2 separate regions of the Sus scrofa genome follow, and region 2 is linked to region 1. The links are chromatin contacts, called in public HiChIP or PLAC-seq maps. All regions are on one chromosome and are shown on one strand. The core of a region is the stretch at or near the end of the contact, and the rest is flanking DNA. Distances in the headings are between cores, read along the strand shown.

Region 1 (4,982 bases), core at 1,807-4,306:
CATGGCCCTTTAGGGGTTTTTGGTTTTCTGCTTTTGTTTTTGGACGGCAACACGAGACATTCTTGGGACAGGGATCGAACCTGTGCCACAGCAGTGACAATGCCGGATCCTTAACTTGCTGAGTCACTAGGGAACTCCAGCCGTTCAGCTTTGGTCTCTCTTGCTAATGGGCCCCGTCTCTGCGTTTCCGGTTATGACACACACGGAGGATTCTGATGGGCCCAGATCATTTATTCAAGTCTGATTCTTGGAGATTCCTGGTCAGCCTGGGACTGTCCCCTCCCCTCGGGGAGGGCCCCACCCCTGGCTCCATATCCATGACCAGGGGGCAGAGTCATATGGGGCAGAATGAGCTGCCCCCTCTGCAGGGGCCGTAGGCACAGAGCCCTCCTTCAAGGAGGCCATGGGGCAGGACCTGAACTTAGCCAACGCAACTTGTGAAGAACCTGGCCCTTCCTCAAAGTCAAAGCGAATTCTTCTGGCGCTCTTATTCATGACACTGACCCCAAAGCCAGCATCTGAGAGATCAACATGGCCCCTCGGAAGAGGGGAATGGACCCGACCTGGAGTTTGCAGATGCCTCTAAGGTCAACAGCAGACCAAAGCCATCTAGGGGAGAGATGAGACCAAGTATGACAGCCCACAGGATTTCAGAAATCACAGCGTTGTCCTAACGGCACCAACAGGAAGCGAAGGAACAGAAGGAAACCTAGCCTGGCAGACTTGTCCTGATTTTGCTATAAACACACTGAGGTTAGATGCCCATGGTACCTCCTTCAGATCCGCGCCCGGGCCCTGGCTGCCCACCCATCGAATGATGGGGCTGCATCAGACCCGTGGTGCTCAAAGGGCCCCCGGCCCGGGCAGGATCAGGCTGTGACCCCGCTACCACCACCTTTCTGCCTCTCACCACCGCAAGACGGTTCGACTCGAGAGGCTTGGCCTCCAGAAAGACCCAGCTGCTTCCCAGCCTGCTGGAAAATGTTGATTTCTAGTTTTCCCTTCAGCCAAATTCAGTGGGTAGCGTGGCTTCCCAACACAAGCCTCTGTCACAATCCGATTCCTCAAGGTGAGCCCATGCCAGTCTGCCATCCATGATAAACAGCTCCAGACCCGCAGCCCCAACCCAGGGGAAGCCAGCCTGCTGAGGATCTGGAAAGTTCCCCGCGGGCAGATAGATGGTAGCTGCCCTTCAGGCGCAGACCGAGGCCAAGCCACAAGCTGGGAGGACAACGCGAGCCTAAGCCTCCAACCAGGGATGCAAATTGTCCCCGCAGAGCCTGGCCAGGTCAGAGGGCCCCCCCTCCCCAGAGGAGCTGGAACTCTGAGTGACAGCTGAGTGGGGAGAGAGCCTCCAGCATCCCCCCAAGTCACCGAGAGGTCTCTGAAACAGGTGGCTCAAATTTCCTTGAAAACCCAGAATAATCCCCCATTTGAAGTGTGCGCGAATCTTGTTGTCACCACCTCGTATTAATAGGCAGGCACCACAGAAGGAAAACGGGGTTTTCGGCTGCATTTTTGCACGCTGACTTGCCTGACAAGCTCAATAAAAGCTTAAATAAATATTAAAAAACACACAGAAAGTCAGGCTGGTTTAAATTAACTTCCCAAGCACTTCACCTACTGTAGGAAGAAATTATAATAAAATGTCAGAGCAAAAATAAACCGCGCATGGAAATAAAAATAAAACATAAAATGCCCTCTTACAACTAACTGCTTGGTACGATTTAGCTCCTAACAACCTATCATTGTGCGTGAAGTTTCCACAGGCCGCAAGTGTATTTGGGCCTTAGGAATGTTGACTCTGAAAAATTCATATTTTAACACCTTGGGAAACAGTTCCCTGCCCGGAAGTCTGATGGATGTAAACCATTAAAGACTTTTTCTCCGTTAACTCTGAAATCATAATTCTCCCGAACAGAATATGCAGCCTGACACATGACCCCAAATGCCGTTTCTCTTGGGCTTTCTCCTCCTCCGTCTGCCGCGGGCCAAGGAAGGAATTGGAGGCTGAGACAGGACAGGTTCAAGGCCATATGCTGGAGGCTCCCTCAGAGCTCTGAACCCGGGGCAAGAGGCCTTGTAATCCCTGGGTCCTCCTGGGCTGAGGCGTGTCGCATCCTCAACACGGGTGCTGACACTGGGCCGCATATACCGAGGGAGGGGAGGGGGAGGGAGAGGGGTGCTGGGTGTCCAGAGTGGAGGAAAGAAGACAGACAGAAGCCTGAGGAGGGGAGAGGAGGGAAAGAGAAAAGGAAGGGAGGGGGAGGGGAGGAAGGAGGGGGAGGGAGGGAGGGGGCAGGGAGGGGGAGAAGGAGGAGGGGAGGGGAAGGGAGGAGGGGGGAGGGGAAGGAAGGAAGGAGGGGAGGGGAGGGGAGGTGGGGGGGGGGCGGGGGGAGGGAGGGGAAGGGGAAGGGGGAGGGGAGGGGCAGGGGAGGGAAGGAGAGGAGCAGGCAAATGACCTCCTGCTCAGCTGGTTCGTGGGCACAGGTTCTCTGAGAGGCTGGCTGCTCCCTCTGGGTTGGTTCCACCAAGCTTAGCTGGCCCGTCATTTTCTTTTTTTTCTCAGCGTTGGGCAGGTTCTTCATCCCTTTGCTGTTAAGGTTTGTTGAAGTACCACTGACAGACAGGGTGTGATCTGCTCTGCTTCCGACAGCGAGTCTGGGGGGTGGAGTAGGCCTGGGGGCCCTCCTGCTCCTCCTCCCCCGCCCCCGCCAGGTTTCTGTCGCCCCTCAAAGGCCACCTCTGGGAGGGCTTTTCCTGGCGGGTCGAGGTGGAGCAGCCTGGCCCGGCCCTCCGTGTCCGGCTCCCAGAGAGACTTTCCAGGAGGAGCCCCGCTCTCCTCCTTCCTCCAGGGTCCTGTGGGAGCTCCCCCAGGGCCCTCGGGCATCCAGGAGCGGAGCCCAAGGAAGCCGATGCCAGGAGCAGGCAGCCATCTGACACGCACAGGAGAAGCTGGACTCGCGAGGGGCTGCTCCATCGGCGACACGGGTACAGACGCATGTGCCGCCTCCCTGGTGCGTCAGTTACCACCTGCCCAAGAGGCTGGGAGTTGATCTACCAGCTGGCAGGGCCTGGCAGCCTGGCCAGAGATGTCAGCCTGGGCATCCCCTTAGAGTGGACTGGCTGTGGAGGGGCCACACACACACTCACACCACACACACGCACAGACACACTCAAACACATGCACACACACACTCACATGCACACACACACACACGTCTGGAGCATCTTCAGGGCCAGTCTAGAGGGTGAACACAGTCTGAAAAATGCAACCATTTCTCTAATCTGCTTGTGCGGATTGTGCCAGAAACAAATACCAGCAGGCCTGGAAAAAAATGTTTCTGTTCATTTGCCTCGGCTCTGAGCCATCTGCTCCAAAGTGGAAGGAAAAGAGGAGGCACGGATTCCGGCGCTGTTTTGTCTGGCTCGCTGGACACTCTGCCCCCTTCACCTCTGGGAGAGAAGGATGGGGGGGCCCTGCTCTTTGGAGGCCCCCCCCCCACGGAGAACCTCAAACGGCCCCGTCCGTTTCCCACAAACAAGTTTCAGAGGCGGAAACTGGCCCTGGCTCCCTAGGGCAGAAACGGAGAGCTCAGCTCTCAAACAGTTCCTTTGCTTGGTAACAATGCGCAGAGGAATTTCCACAAATCCCCTTCGCTGTCAAGGCTTCCGCTCCTCAACTTGGGAAAAGAGAGCCTGGGACCTTCCCCCGCCCCCACCCTGTGTGATCCCTTGGCTCCTCGACGACGGGGCTTGGAGACCATCCATTTCCCTTCCCTATTTTTCCTCCTGGAGATGAGAAGCACTCAAGGCCGAGCAGACGGGCAGAAGAGGCCTGGCCAGTCCAGCAGCAGCCCCAAGAGGCTGTTCTCTTGCTTCAGAGAAAAAGGGAGCTTAAAGGGAGGGATGGGAGGCCCCAGGCAGGAGAACCCCCCAGCTCCAGCCCACCCCCAGGGTCTGTCCTGGCTCTACCACTTCCGAGCTGTGTCACACTGGGAGCTCACTTGAGGTCCTGTCTCTCTAGGCAGTCATGGCGGTCCCATAATGTAGCTTTATTTTATTTTACAGGTTTTGCTTCTCCTTTATTTATTTATTTGTCTTTTTAGGTCCACCCCGCGCCATATGGAGGTTCCCAGGCTAGGGGTCCAACTGGAGCTGTAGCTGCTGACCTACACCCCAGCCACAGAGACTCGGGATCTGAGCCGCATCTGTGGCCTACACCACAGCTCACAGCAATGCCGGATCCTTACCCACTGAGCGAGGCCAGGGATTGAACCCAAGTCCTCATGGATACTAGTGGGGTTTCTTAACTGCTGAGCCATGACAGGAACTCCACCATAATGTAGCTTTATAAAGCACTTAGCACAGCTGGCACAGGGCAAGAACTTGGTAAGTGTGGTCTGCGGCAGCCAACCCAAAAGTGTGCTACCTTGAGGCTCCCCTGCCCAGCAAAAGCAGAACTTCTGTGCCCCCCAGGGCCTGGGAGTGTCCCCCGTCCCATGTGCACAAATTGCCGTTACCCCCTGGGGTCAGCTCAGCTCTTGTGCTCCAGCTCACAAAGCCCCTTGGAAAAAAAACGCCCCAAACCTACACTGATGTCTCCGTCTGCAGTGCTTCCATGATGCTCCTGGAGCTGCCCACCCATTTCCGGGAACAGGTGGAGTGTGGGTTTCTGAGCAGAGGCCAGGAGGTCCATGGCAAGTTCTGGACCTCACTGGACCACCTGATCATTAGAGCAGCTGGTTTGTAGCCAGAATTGCACTGTCTCTGGTCTAAGCTCAGCTCTCAATTCCCACTGTGCACTGGGGGGAATCATCTACCTTAGAGGAGCCTCAATTTCTTCTAATGGAAAATGGGAGGGTGATATGGGCTGAACTGTGTTCCCTCAAAATTCCTATATTGAAGTCCAAAACCCCCAAGGTGGGGTTTCCGTCGTGGGTCAGTGGTTAACGAATCCGACGAGGAACCATGAGGTTGCA
Region 2 (4,686 bases), core at 2,090-4,589, 260 kb before region 1:
CACCAGAATAGAACGCTATTTACGCTATGGGAAACCCCCCCGGGGGGGTGGGGGGTTGTTCAGATTTAGAATCAAGGAAAAAGGAATTCATCAGCTGATGAAACAGGATCCCTGGAGATAAAGATAGTAGCCTTAACGGTCACAAAGGCATCAGGATATCAGAGCCTCCAGGGTTAAGAAGGACCCATTCCTCCTGCAGAAGGGACAGCGGCCCCTCTCTAGGTGTTCTTACGGACATCCGCCTTCAGAGCCACCACACACTGGTGGTTCAGGGCGCCTCTGCAAAGAGAGACCTGACGCCTCCCTGCCCTGCTGCACCTGTCACTCACTGGAGGGTCCCAGACCCAGGACAGCTCTGCACTAGGAGTGAGAAGTAGGTGCTTCTGTGTATCCTAGCCCACAGGTCATTAGTTAGCAGAAAAACCCAAATGTTTAAACTCAGAAGTAACTTTCATGGTGTGGTCTTCTGTCTTGTTAAAAAACAAGTCACGTTAGGAGTTCCCTTGCGGCACAGCTGGTTAAGGACCTAGCACTGTCACTGCAGCCACTTGGATGGTGCTGCGGTGCGGGTTCGATCCCTGGCCCAGGAACTTCCATATGCTGCTGGCATGGCCCCCTCCCCCCACCCCCCAAAAAAGTCATTTTATGGTTCCTTGATCAACAACTACCCTAAGGGAAAGGAGACGAAGGAACAGAACAGGACTGAGTAGGCCAAAGCCTCAACCAGGCCCCTGAGGATGACTTGTGGAAGTGGAAACTCAAAGGCTCCCCTTTTTGTTAACTATGGGGGAGCACTGCTCTTGACTTGACGATTCGTGACCGCCTCTTTCCAGCATCTGTGGAGCTTGACCCTGGCCCCACACTCAGCCCCACGCTCTTAGGCTCTTGGCTAGTGGGGATGCAGCAGTCATCACGCCAGCAAGTGTGTCAAGCTAGGATTCCACCCCCTGCCACCTGGACCTGTGCCTTACAGATTCTACCAAGCCACTGACACCGAAGACACAACCCCACGTGGACTCTCGAGTTCTTCCCAAACCTCAGGCATCACCCAGTCTGCTCCATCTCACTACATGACGAGGGTATTCTGCCAGCTGCTCAGTCTGAAAACTCCCTCTCCCACCCATCTCCAAACCATCAGCCAACCCTACTGACCCCTGACCCCTGTGCACCACTCCCACTGGTCCAGGAGAACGTCCTGCCCACCTGCATTACTATGGAGCCTCTGAACTGGCTGCTCTCTTTGCTCCCAATCTATCCACCTTGTAACATATAAGCCAAGTCAGGTTCTTCAGCCTCCTTGGTTCTAGATCCTCCGGGGGCTTCCCTGCTTCTCGTGCAGTAAAACTTCACATGCATGCCCGTCTCCAAGGCTTCCTCTTCCAGCTCCCACCTCCTGCACCTATTCCCTAGCTGTGCTCCAGCCCCTCCCCGCTCCCCAGCTCCACAAGCGAGGCAAGCGCCCAATGCCACCGGCACTGCTCTTCCTCCAGCCATCTGCTCCTTCACGTCCTAAAAGGCACCATTGAACAGCCCTGGCCAGACACCTTCCCCGACTACCCCCTTGCCCCTACTTTATTTTCTTCATAATATGTATCCCCACTGGACAGAATAGGTCTTTATTTTTTATACATTTTTGGGAGCTGCACCTGCAACAAGTGCAAGTTCCCAGGCTGGGGGGTGGGGGCACTGGAGCAACAACGCTGGACCCTTAAGCAGCTGTGACGCAAGAGAACTCCACTATGCATTTATTTTCACTGTCTGTCTCTCCTCCCTGAAGCCTAAGTTCCATGAAGACAGGATGTTTTCTCCCTGGAGCAGAGCTTGGTACAGAGCAGGCAAATACCTGAGAAACGCAGGATGTGGCCACCGCCTAGCTCATGTGTGGCATGAGGTCAAACAGCTACAAGTGCCACAGAAAACTCAGTCACCTAGCAAAACGTGTTGTGTCCTTTTTCACAATTAACCTTTTTGTTTTTTCTACCAGGAACTTTTAAAAGAGCCAAGGAAAAGGAAGGTTTCCATTTGTTGGCAGAAGCAGGGGGGAGGGGGGGACATTTATTGAGCTCCTACTATGTGGGAGCCCTAGTCTGGTTCTGGAATATAGAGTCAAGATAGCTAAGCTCCCTGCCTTGCGGAGCATACACTACAGAGGGGACATGGAGGCAGAGATTCCAGCCGAAGAAGCTGGAAAGAAAGAATACCATCCATGAGCCAATAAGCTTGTTTCAAAGAATGATTAATAACACATATTTAAAGAAATCTTTCTCAACATTACCAGCAAAAAGATACCTGTTTTACTTATGAGTTTCCTTCCTAGCCTCCTGCCCCACAAAAAATCCTATACTTAGAAATATCCATACATTTCATACATATAAACACAAGTCGTCCATCTCAGAGCAGCAACTATATTAATTAATTAATTAATGGCCTCCCCTGTGGCACGTGGAAGTTCCCAGGCCAGAGATCGAACCCATGCCACAGCAGTGACAACACCAGGTCCTTAACCTGCTGAGCTACCAGGGACCTCCCTCAGAGCAGCAACTTTATGACTTTGTTTCAATGATCAATCATACCATGTCAAAGCCAACATCTCTTGGATATGGATTTAGCAACTGATCCTGTACTCTGCCATGAGTCTAGAATGTATCTACTGAAGTTCAGTTGACAATGCTTCGCCCATCTTCAAAAGCAAACTCTGCAGTTCTTTCTGACCTATCACGGAAGATGCTTCAGTACACTGCGGAGGAGCTGCATGCTTTCATTTTAATAGAGCTGGTGAAAATCCCAAATGGATTCCTCAGTTCACAAAACTGAATGAAAACCCAGAACCCCTTAAAGTAAAAATAGACGCATTTGGGAATCACAAGGGAGATGTTACTTATTCTCTGAGCCTTCAGCTTCTGCTACTCCTAGCGGTGGGAACCTACGCTGTCATTCCAGTTTCCTATGAACTTGGCAGGACTCTGCGTCCATTTGGAATTGTAATAGCCCGGCTTTCAGTTTGGGGAGGAAGGAAGGAGTCACTGCATATTCTCCTGGGGCTCCTCGGGCTGAATCCCAAGAAGCCGAAGCTTAAATGTTAAATCCCAAAGGAAAGGGATAACGCCATCTAATGACTTTACCTGGTTAGGGCCCCAGAACCATGTTTGGGGCTCTCTTTGCGGGTCTTTGGTAATGTTGCCTGCTGCAAAAATTCTGATTCCTGTAGTAGGTGCTTGGGTTTTGTCTGTTTGTTTTTGCAGTTACACACAGATTTTATACTAAATACCCTAGGCATTTCAGACCAACAGTTCCAGGGTGTGGATGTTCTTACTGCTCAATCCCCACTCCCACACGCTTTAGGCTACAGGAACTGCAAAGCAAGCCAACCAACTCGCCCTCCACAGCCTCTCCAGCTCTCAGCTCCTAGTGTCATGGGCAGACAAAGGAACTAATGTACAAAGGAGGGGGGGACCCTCAGACAGGATGGGAGGCAGGAGGTGCCCCTGGTGGGCTTAGGGCAACCCAGGTAAGGGGCAGGATGCAGGGAGGTGGCTCAACTGAGCCCTGAATCTGCGGCTCCCTCTCCCCTACTTTTGTTTCCAAAGAAGTGATTCGATTTGCGTGCAAACACTTACATTCCACAAACAAGCCGTTTCCTCTTCCTTGGGGGAAGGCGATGGAGAGGAGGCAGAGGAAGCACGCACCTCTTCAGCAAGGAGGGCTGCGTTCACGGCCCTCCTCCACCCTCAGCTCTTCAACCCAGGGCTGCACTCTCTTCCCCACTCGATGTAAACAGACACAATACACATCCCCTATCAAAGATGCTTGTAAAATCATGCAAGGATTTCCAAATTTCACTTCAAGAACTACATGCATCCAAGGACTTGAAGTCTGGACCATGCTTGGGAAATACAAAAACGTAACATACAGTCTTCCAGTGAAATCAAATTTCTAATAAGCACTCAGTCTAAGAACTGACTGAGGCGCCATGATGCTAGCTAGCTATTGCAGGCATGTAATTAGACGTGTACTGATTTAAATTTTGTGGGTTTCTTGCCATATGCCGAAAAATACATATGTATGTATTATAAAATGTAGTAAGTTATCTATTGCTCATATATATATATATCACAATTACAAAAATACTGTATACAGAATATTTTTTCAGGGTTATATTCTGCCTCAGGCCCTCAAAACCTCAGAGGCTCTAAGCCCTGGGCCTTATCAGCCTAACAGATATACTTGGGAGGTAAATTATTCTCTCAGAAACAAAGAAAAAATACTAAGGTAAAAAGTTTGCAAACACGGGTTAATCCATGGATTACCATCAGCAGCAATTCAGTTTGGTTGGGGCTCCCTTGCCAACGCAAAATCTCTACTAAAACCCTGGACTTCACCCACTCCCCTTGGGCCTTGCCATAGGAAGCAGTAACCCCCAGGCAAAGGTTTCTATTTCAGATCCACTCTGGTCCCTGGGGACCCTGCCCTGGGCTGTGCTTCCTCAACCACTTGAATCTCATTTCTCCTGCAGCTGATTTTTTTTTTTTTCCCAAGATGTTAACAATTTCTGTGGAACCATCTGGAAGTTATTAAGAAAGTGTCCCAGGTCCTCTGAGGCAGCTGGCTACGGCCTCTTGCCTCGTTTCCTGTGTCCTGGATGTCTAAGTTGACTTTCCTAAGAAATTTGGAATATTAGCTTAAAAA

Evidence for each region. HiChIP or PLAC-seq counts read pairs in DNA pulled down with a chosen protein or histone mark.
Region 2: a contact with region 1 is called in an H3K27ac HiChIP or PLAC-seq map of skeletal muscle, with 10 times the contacts expected there. The contact joins two enhancer-like sites. A contact is called at or near these places in 1 of 47 Hi-C or Micro-C datasets (retroperitoneal adipose tissue) and 1 of 2 datasets of contacts at active chromatin or transcription factors (skeletal muscle).

The regions. Positions count from the first base shown.
Region 1 is chr2:143,824,360-143,829,341 of Sscrofa11.1, reverse strand. No RefSeq gene overlaps it. Among named protein-coding and RNA genes, the nearest start is that of SPRY4, 64 kb to the left of the region's middle. Within about 2 kb of position 3,056, at least 40 of the 83 cell types and tissues checked have an H3K27ac peak or open chromatin away from gene starts, as enhancers often do. A contact at or near this core is called in retroperitoneal adipose tissue and skeletal muscle, where this site is marked.
Region 2 is chr2:144,084,999-144,089,684 of Sscrofa11.1, reverse strand. No RefSeq gene overlaps it. Among named protein-coding and RNA genes, the nearest start is that of FGF1, 150 kb to the left of the region's middle. Within about 2 kb of position 3,339, at least 11 of the 83 cell types and tissues checked have an H3K27ac peak or open chromatin away from gene starts, as enhancers often do. A contact at or near this core is called in retroperitoneal adipose tissue and skeletal muscle, where this site is marked.